Regions from separate parts of the Pan troglodytes genome. Here region 1 is linked to region 2. A link is a contact called in public Hi-C data. All regions are on one chromosome and are shown on one strand. Each heading gives the region's core, a stretch centred on a gene start, on an enhancer-like site or on the middle of the called end of the contact. The rest is flanking DNA. Distances are from core to core; before and after follow the strand shown.

The links. Hi-C and Micro-C count contacts between places; a contact is called where the count stands out from the background.
Region 1: a Hi-C map of stem cell-derived neural progenitor cells shows a contact between it and region 2, with 8 times the contacts expected there. The contact joins two enhancer-like sites. A contact is called at or near these places in 3 of 7 Hi-C or Micro-C datasets (blood, induced pluripotent stem cells and stem cell-derived neural progenitor cells) and 1 of 1 other capture datasets (stem cell-derived neural stem cells).

Annotation. Positions count from the first base shown.
Region 1 is chr1:131,366,119-131,370,818 of NHGRI_mPanTro3-v2.0_pri, forward strand. No RefSeq gene overlaps it. Among named protein-coding and RNA genes, the nearest start is that of AGL, 41 kb to the left of the region's middle. Within about 2 kb of position 2,258, at least 3 of the 24 cell types and tissues checked have an H3K27ac peak or open chromatin away from gene starts, as enhancers often do.
Region 2 is chr1:130,710,179-130,715,581 of NHGRI_mPanTro3-v2.0_pri, forward strand. It overlaps CDC14A (cell division cycle 14A), which reads right to left. Exons shown (of 15, transcript NM_001280195.1): 9 at 5,165-5,395; 10 at 1-89. Among named protein-coding and RNA genes, the nearest start is that of GPR88, 72 kb to the left of the region's middle. Within about 2 kb of position 4,138, at least 4 of the 24 cell types and tissues checked have an H3K27ac peak or open chromatin away from gene starts, as enhancers often do.

The sequences.
Region 1 (4,700 bases), core at 1,008-3,507, 650 kb after region 2:
ACATACATTTTATGTAAGACTTAGAATATGTCAGGAGCACACTTGGTTCTCTTGCTAAGGCACACCCCTGCACCCGTTTGCAGTGTTCTTCCTTTCTAATAAACTTTCCTTTTTCAAACCTAAAAAAAAAAAAAGAATATATTTTATTGTTACCTCTTAAAACCACGAATTGTGCTCAGAAAACTCCACTGGTTTTCATCACACCTGGAGTAAAATCCAGAGCCCTTGGTGTGGCTTGCAAGGCTCTGCACAATCTGGTTCTACTTCTCCCTCTGACCTCATCACCCACCACTCTTTCCTTTTCTTTTTTAAATTTTTATTTCTTATTTTTAAAATTTTCTCTGTGAGTCTAGCAAATGATCCCATTCTCACTGTACTCCAAGTAGGTTGGCCATGTTGCTATTCCTTGAATGTAACAAACATGCTCTTGCTGTTTTCTCATTCTGGAATAATCTTTTCCCCACATTTCTACATAGCTCACCTTTTCAATTGATTCAGATCTTTGCTCATATTAACTCCTCAGGTGATTACATATTATTGTGATTTGTATGGGTATATAGTTGGCAAAAGATAATGTTAAAAATTTACCAATGCTTGGGCAGAAATGGTGGCTCACACCTGTAATCCTAGCACTTTGGGGAGCTGAGCTGGGCAGAATGCCTGAGCTCAGGAGTTGGAGACCAGCCTGGGCAACATGGTGGAACTTGGTCTCTACAAAAATACAAAAATTAGCTGGGCTTGGTGGCGCATGCCTGTAGTCCCAGCTACTTGGGGGACTGAGGTGGGAGGATTGCACCTGTGGTCCCAGCTACTTGTGGGGCTGAGGTGGGAGAATCACTTGAGCTTGGGAGATAGAGGCTACAGGGAGCTGTGTTCATGCCACTGCACTCCATCCTGTGTGACAGAGTGAGACCCTATCTCAGAGAAAAAAAAAAAAAAAGAAAGAAATTTACCAACCCTCCAAGACTAGCCAACTATTGGACCATTGTCATTTATATAAAACAAACACAACCATTTTAGATTTGATGAGGCACTTTCAAACTCTTTGGCCCATCTATTAGCAAAAGGGAATGTTATATTACCTAGAAAAAGAACGTAGCTGGGCACAGAGGGTCGTGCCTGTAATCCCAGCACTTTGGGAGGTTGAGGTGGGAGGATAGCTTGAGTCCAGGAGTTTGAGACCAACCTGGGCAATATAGTGAGACCTTGTCTATGAAAAAAAGAAAACCTAAACATATAAGGAACTTTCACTTTTGTAACACCAAACTGCCTTTGTAGAATATCTCAGGATTAAACAAATTCGAACAGTGCCAGTTATTAACCCCTTTGGATATGGACTAATTAAGAAGATATGAGACAATCAGAAAAGGTCTTATTAAGATTTCTCGGTTTATACATAAACTCAGACAATAAAACCTCTCTCGTAATACAACTTCTTTGGAGCACTCAATTCTGTTGAGTTACCTCCTCTTTTATTAATGCCAGATCTAGTCACTCTGACTGGGTAATGCTAACTATGGAATTCTGTACAGTGTACATGTGAATATATGCACTGTATATATATGTGAGGCATGCCTATATGGTGTTAAGCCTTTATCCTTAATGTCTCTCATTTGTGGAAATAATATTCCTTCTTTTATTTGACACTTATTTTCCCCTGGGATTTCCCCAGTGGTATCAACTCTGAACTAGGCAGGCTTCACAGCAGACCAAGTATGACATTGTTTTAATTAACGCCACTCTGAAATATTTGGCTGTGAGTACTTGATAAGGGAAGGCTTCATAAGTATTTCAGGAGGTCTCATTCTCCTGCCTTAAGACCCTTACTACTCTTCTAGGAATTGGGGGAGGAATACAGTGAACTGTCTATGTCCTCACTCTTCAGTGGTAATACTTTATAGGTAGTGCTTCAGGGATGAGTGTGTGGAAAGATTCTAGTTACCTCCCCCTTTCCTTCCAGCAGTCAGACAGAAAGGAAAACGTGGGTGGCCATATAGGGAGATAAACTTGCTCTTCCATGCCCTCAGTTACACGTAACACTTAAAATTTCTTGGCATCTACTGCCACCGTGTGGTTATTTACATTTACTGACTTTAATATGTTTCCCTTTTAAGGCTGGTCCGAAACAAAAATACAAGGAATTCTAGTTTGTTTTAGTATCCTTCAGCCTCAGATTGTTCCCAAGTCCCTCTAGGTTCTCTGTGCTCTTACACTGACGAGAAGATTCCACTACTAAATACTTTCTTCTTCTCTTATGTTACACTCTACTAAAGCATGCTGCTGATACTCCAGTGACTTTCAGAGTTTTTGATGAACCAGTTTGAGGCAGAAAGATTCTAAAATGGGCTCCATATGTCCCTGTCCCTGATATTATGGCTTATGTAATCCCTTCACAGGAGTGTGGATGAGACCTGTGACTAGCTTTTAACCAACAGAATATGGCTGAGGTGATGGGATGTCACACTGCAATTACACTGGACAGTATTGTAACTTTTGTATTGCTAACAGACTCTCTTTTTTAGTTTTATTTTTTAATTTTTGTGGGTATAGTAGGTGTATATATTTATGGGGTACATGAGATGTTTTGATTACAGGCATGAAATGTGATATAACCACATCATGGAGAATAGGGTATCCATCCCCTCAAGCATTTATTCTTTGAGTAACAAACAATCCATTTACACTCTTTGAGTTATTTTAAGATGTGCAATTAAGTTATTATTAACTATAGTCACTCTGTTGTGCGATAGCACAACAGATAAATGATAAAATAGGTAAATGATAAAACAGGTCTTATTCATTCTTTCTATTTTCTTGTACCCATTAACCATTCCCACCTTCTCCCTGCCCCACACACTATCCTTCCCAACCTCTGGTAACTGTTCTTTTACTTTCTATGTCCATGAGTTCAACTGTTTTAATTTTTATATCACACAAATAAGTGAGAACATGCAGTGTTTGTCTTTGTGTGCCTGGCTTATTTCACTTAGTAAAATGATCTCCGGTTCCATCTGTGTTGTAGTAAGTGATGGGATCTTATTCTTGTTATGGCTGAATAGTATTCCATTGTGTATATGTATAACATATTCTTTATCCATTCATCTGTTGGTGGACACTTAGGTTGTCCAAATCTTAGCTATTGTAAACAGTGCTGCAGCAAACATAGGGGTGCAGATATCTCTTCAATATACTGACTTCATTTCTTTTGGGTATACCCAGCAATGGGATTGCTGGATCATACAGTAACTCAATTTTTAGTTTTTTGAGGAACCACCAAACTGTTCTCCATAGTGGTTGCACTAATTTACATGCTAGCAGACTCTCTTGATCGCCTTCTGGGTTTGCATGCATGAAGCAAGCAGCCATGCTAGGGAGACTCAGTGAAAAGAAACTGAGGGTGGCTGCTGGCTGTCAGCTGCAAGAAATTGAGGCTCTCGGTCCAACAAAACATAGGGAATTGTATGTTGCTAACAACCACATGAACTTGGAAGCAGATCATCCTCTTCGGTTGAGCTTTCAGATGAGATCACAGCCTTGGCCAACACCTTGATTGCAGCCTGATGAGAGACCTTGAAGGAGAGGACCCAGTTAAGCTATGCCCAGATTCTGTGAGCTTATACAGACAGTCCTTGACTTACTATGGTTCAACTTATGATTTTTGTGACTTCATGATGGGACAAAGGACGTAAGTATTCAGGAGAAACTGTATTTTGAATTTTGATATTTTCACAGGCTAGTGATATACAGTACAGTATTCTCTCTCCATGCTGGGCAGTGGCAGCAAGCCACAGCTCCCAGTCAGCCACACAATCAGAAGGGTAAAAAACTGGTACTCTATAGTGTACTGTGGTTCCAGATGATTTGGCCTGATTGTGGGCTAATGTAAGTGTTCCAAGCATGTTTAAGGTAGGCTAGGCTATGATGTTCGGTAAGTTAGATATATTTAATGCATTTTTGACTTACAATATTTTCAACTTATGGTGGGGTTCTTGAGATGTAACCCCATTGTGAGTTGAGGAGCATCTGTAAATGTGAACTGTTTTCAGCCATTAAATGTGTGGTAATTTGTTACACAGCAATAATTAATACACAGTTCTTTGGTTTTACTTACATCATTCCCCTCTTCCTAGGACTGCAATATAAGTCCTTGGAGACTGTTTTTAGCAATAAATATAGTTGTCAAACACCATTCTTTGTTCAGAATTGTCCCTTCTGTCCCACCAAGGCTCTGTTACTGAATCAGCTTGTGCCTGATTTCTTTAAAATAAGTTCTCTTTCAGGAGCTATCTCAACTCCTCATACAAAGAAAGTTTTATGGGGCCTGCATATATAATCTGCATTCTTAATTTAAAAAAAAGTTTCATTTGCATGGAACACCTGTCTAAGAGCATCACAGTGGTGCCAAAAGGCAGGGGTGGAGAAAGGGATTTATTCTTCTCATCACAGATATTCAACTTGATCCCAAAATAAAACCAGGAGTTTTTAAAAGACATAAAACTCAATAAATGGTATTGGATGGACAGTTGTGCTATGTCAATGGCATGCTTCTGAGAAACCAGTTTTAATAAGGAGGTTAATATAAAAGAGGTTAACCTAGAGTGATTATTTATGGACCAAGCTGCTCCTAGTAATTACCATTTGTTTTTCTCATGAAACATTATTGAGTTTATTCATTTTAGAGTTTGAGCTTGCTATTAAGC
Region 2 (5,403 bases), core at 2,888-5,387:
TCTAATCCAAGCAATTATTTCAGCGTGTGTAAACCTGTAGTGTTTCATTACATAACAGGCTATCAATGTCCCTGTTCTTCCAAGACCAGCTGTAAGAGAATGAAACAGAATAAGAAATATAAAGTCTAGCAAATGCTACCACAAAAACACTGAAATCAAACCTTGCCCAGAAACTGCTCTGCATTCAAGTGTGATGATATTATCAACAGCTAATAAACATAACTGCTATCATGTAAAACCCAATTTTTCTTTAAACAATGAAAAGGGCAAAATGAAGGTGCCATAGATTTGGGGGCAAGAAAGTGATGTGATAAAAAGCAAATGGGTCTGGCAGCAGCATTACTGGCTGGAGTGGAAAAGCCAGAGATGGAAGCAAGAGAGATGAGATGGAAGGCTGGGGCAGGGAAGCAAGGGTGGCTAGGGGGTTGGGATGAGGGTGGAAAGGGATGAGGATGAGCAACTGCAACAAAGATGTAAAGCTCAATTGGAAATCCATTAGGACTGGGTCACAGGGAAAGTTATAGGTAAGTGACATTTCTGACCTAGAAAACTGGTACAATGTTGACTTCATCCATGAAAACATTTAGTTAGAAAAAGAAAGAAAAAAAATTGTGTGCATGTGCGTGTGTGTGTGTGTGTGCGCGTGTGTAAAACAAAACAAAGTAGGGAAACATTGATAGTTTCATTTTTTACATGTTCAAGAATTTTCTGCTTTTGAGGGGACCTTTTGTCAGCTTTCCCTGATCAAACAATAAAGGTAGTCTTCTCTTATCTCCCAGTAATTGGGAGCACACAGCATTTCAGCAAATCTAAAACTACAGTCGTGTAGTATGTAAGTTCCACTAAGAAAGAAAAAATTAAACTATGACATGCCATCAATTTTAAGATCCATTCTAACTTCAGAAATGTTAAAACATGAAAAATGTATGTCTTTAAATCAGTGTTCCTCAACCTTTTTTACATTATTGTTCCTTCCAGGAGCCTCTTTAGATATTTTATTCCTAATCAGTCCCCATGAAATTTCACTGTCACAGATAGACTGCATATCTGTTTATGTAAATCTGTGCTTTATACAAAAAAAAAAGTTTTTCATCCCACTAAAACAACAATTTTGTGTCTACAGATGCCTGACATTTCCTTCCCATTAACCCTTCCTTTTTTTTTTTTTTTTTTGGAGACCGAGTTTTGCTGCTGTTGCCCAGGCTGGAATGCAATAGTGCGATCTCGGCTCACCACAACCTCCACCTCCCAGGTTCAAGCGATTCTCCTGCCTTAGCCTCCCGAGTAGCTGGGATTACAGGCATGCACCACCATGCCCGGCTAATTTTGTATTTTTAGTAGAGACAGGGTTTCTCCATGTTGGTCAGTCTGGTCTCGAAGTCCTGACCTCAGGTGATCTGCCCTCCTCAGCCTCCCAAAGTGCTAGGATTACAGGCGTGGGCCACCACTCCCGGCTAACCCTTCCTTTTTAAGAAGTATTCATATTCTGTTTCATTAGATGAGGTGTGTGTGTGTGTTCTGTTTTAATCTGAAGGAATCCTTGCCCCAGATCAAACATCAATGTTCTTTCGAAGAGTGAGGTTTAATTTTGGTCTCAGTGGGGCTCTCCCTTTATGATTAAGATTTCTGCGTAATTTGCCTTCTATTTCACCCAGTGCCTATCGTTGTTAATTCCCTAGATGCCTGGCAAGACTATAGGCAACCGTATAGATAAAACACAGGTGACATCCTGGAGCAGAAGCCAGAGCCCAGTGAGTTTCCAGAGTTCTTCCTTCAAGTCACCAATTTGGGTGTCTATCTGGAGAGAAAAGGGCCTTCCTTTTGGAGACAACACTCTCTCTCACTGCTCCCCACTGTGCAAAGACCTGGATGGCTCCCTCACTTAGGCTCCTGTTCACACTCACAACCAAAAAGGAGGTGCAGGAAATTTTCCAATTTCTCTGAAACTAAAGCAGCTTCCCCCTTTTAAAAAAGAGTCTATAATTTTGATCTATAAAAAGAACGCACTTAGCACTCAATAGTTAGGAGCTCTTACCACAACTGAACTGAATAGGAACATTTCACTAAGTTTCTATAAAAACTTTAACAAAATTTTTTAAGCATTTGTAATTAAAGGGCTCCCTGGCACAGCATGACAAGATGTTGAAAAGTGTTCTATTTATACCAAGTCAAACACCAATTGCTTTATAGTTCCAGGCATTTTCTGAAAGCCCTATAGAACATCAATAATCACATACTGGAATATCACAACGTTGCTGTATTTTAGATTATTATTTGTGGTAGAGGATTTCAAGAATTCATAGCCATCTCTTTTATCAACCACAAAGTGAAATGCAGATATTGAAATGTAATCCCCAGCAAATTGGTTTCTAGTTTATCTCTGTATAAAATACTTTACGTTGAGGCATGACATATTCATTCCCTTTTCAGTAGCCACCAAAGTTCATTTGACATAGGATAAGATTCTTTCTCCTTCCTTCTTTTAGTTCAATTAAAAGACTGAGTGCTGCTTGAATTCCCAGAAAATTAAGCTGACTTAATTAGGGCAGATGTCAAAATAATTAATAAGCCTATAGTAGATAAGTATGCTGTGAAAAGCAATACAGCTGTAATTAAACCAAAGGTGTAATCCTTATAAAAGAATCCTATGTGTGTGTGCAAGTGGAAGAAAATGAAATAACAATCTCAAAAAGATATTACCACATGTAAATGTGACTATCCTATACAAGAACTGACTTCAATGTTAAAGGTTCTGATTTAAAATAAAAACATCTACAATACAGACTGGGTACGGTGGCTCACACCTGTAATCCCAGCACTTTGGGAGGCTGAGGCAAGTGGATGACCTGAGGTCAGGAGTTCAAGACCAGCCTGGCCAACATTCTCCTGAGGTCAGGAGTTCAAGACCAGTTCTGGCCAGCAGAACCCCATCTCTACTAAAAATATAAAAAATTAGCCAAGAGTGGTGGCGGGCACCTGTAATTCCAGATACTTGGGAGGCTGAGGCAGGAGAATTGATTGAACCTGGGAGGCAGAGGCTGCAGTGAGCCGAGATTGTGCCATTGCACTCCAGCCTGGGTGACAGAGCGAGACTCTTTGTCTCAAAAAAAAAAAAAAGAAAAGAAAAGAAAAGAAATCTGCAATATAAAATAAATACATATATTTTTTAAAAGGTAAACATTCACAGGTCAAGAATATAGAGAAAATATCTGTAATAAGAATGTTTAACACCAGAGAGTTTTCTTTGCACAAGGTCTCTCAGGTGAGAAATACTATCAAGAAACACACTGAGTTTTAATGAAAGCTTTGCAGTTCTTCTCCTTTGAATGTGTCAATCCAAGATATGGATGGCTAATCCACAGATAAACTCTACGACGTAGTAATAATAAAACTACTTGAACTAAGAAATAAGGCCAAATTAATCTCAGGAAAAAATACAATTTTTATGGCACAAAACTAAAGTTTGAAAGAGAAGATAGGATTATCTCCTGCTAAACGTTGATACAAACGTTCCCATTAGCTCTCAAGTTCTACTGCTGTTTAAAATACGTGACATGTGGGCTTTTTCTTGGACCTGGGCAATACTGAACAAAACGCAATGGAAAAGCAAACAGGGTGCAAATGAATCACATGGGGACAAGCCAACACACTGGCACCCCACTGTGGCCTGAAAGCAGCACCCACAAATGAGCCAGCAAGTGACACCTTCCTAACAGACTCCACGCCAGAGACAAGATATCCCACAAAGCCAGGGCCCATCCTGCTAGCTAATGGGGAGGGTGGGGAGGGAGAGCTCTGTCCACCCAGGAGGAGGGAGCCTGGCATGGGGAGCCCTGCTCCAAACCCGGGCCACGTGCTGCTCATTTCCATCTCTCTGGGTCTCTGGGAAACCGCAGCTTCCCATTTCTGCTCACATGTTCACAAAGTACCTCCACCTACTCAAATCTTAAACATAGAAACAAGGGCCTACAAAACGGCATTTTAATTTCTGTCAGAACCAAAGCCATACTCGTCTGAATAAGTCAGTTACAGCAGCACTAGGCACATGAAAAGAACAGTACCCTCCCCAACACCTACTAGATGATTAGCATAAAATGAGAGGGAAACCGGGTCTAGACCCAAAACCATGAGCACAGCACCACCCAGCGACACTAGGAGGAGCTGCGCGTGAGGAACTCGAGGCTCCAGCCCAGGGTGGCCCTAGTGATTTCTCCTCGCTGAAATCAAAGACCCAGTAAAATATCTGGAATATTTCCAGTATTATCCATACCGAAAGTTCGGAATGGAGTGGATTTTAAGCCTCCTCGAAGTCAAACAGCCAAGCTTAGAGCAAATGGTATGTCATATTTTCTGAGTAGCTGACATGGGGTTGCCAGATAAAATACAGAATGCATGTTCCCTGCAATATTTGGGACATATTTATACTTTTTGTTTTAAAAGTATTCATTGTTTATCTAACATTCAAATTTAATTAGGCAGCCTGTATTTTTATTTGCTAAATCTGGCAATCCTAAACCTTCTATAGTCTGAACAATTCCTGCCCCAAAGTATCCACCCCCAGAGATCAGAGATTTGCAAAACCAACTCTTTAAGTTTATTCCATGAGGCAGCATCACATCAGCAGCATTGTAAGCTAGCGGATTGCCCCTAGCAACAGGCATGGAAGACGCTCTGCTCCATGAAGCCAAAGACTAGCAGGGGAGGGAAAAGCAGAGACTGGAATGGGGGTCCAGATAACTGGGTCATAAAACAGAACCACGACAGTGCAAGAGGATGGAGAAGAGATGGGCAATTCTGAAAAAAAAACAAAGGAGAGAAGAAAACTAACAACCCTTGTCTCTTGAGAATTTTACCTGTTTAAAGGTGTTCCTGCAGCCTAAAGACACGGCTACTGTATTTCCCCTCATTGTGGCACGTGGGCCTGGAAAGGTAAGGTCTGAAAAACTGGCATATCAAGAAAGCCACACCACCACCAATTGTCCACACCCAAGCAATCGTTTCTTTAAGAAGGGGTTATTAAAATGAGTTTGTGTCCCAGTTGTCTGAAATTTAAAACTTCATTGTTTTTCTAAGACACTAAACAGGTTTTGTTTTATGTTATTTGCTCTTCCTTGGCCCGCCCCTTCGATAAGCACAGCCACCACCACCGAGGCCTTGCACACACCTTTGCAGTGAACGGCGATGGCCCCTTCGGTGTTCTCACAGATGTTCAGGAACCTTCGCACGATGTTGTCACTGGGTGTGCTGCCATCTATGAAGAAGAGGTCATAGTGCTCGAAGCCAGCGTCTGTGAAGCGCTTTGCCTCATAAATCTTTTTGTTTAGCCTCACAACTGCAGTCACATTATGCTTTTTGAAATAAGGAAAGTAGGCTTCAGGGGCGTGAAGAGGATAACCTAAAGGA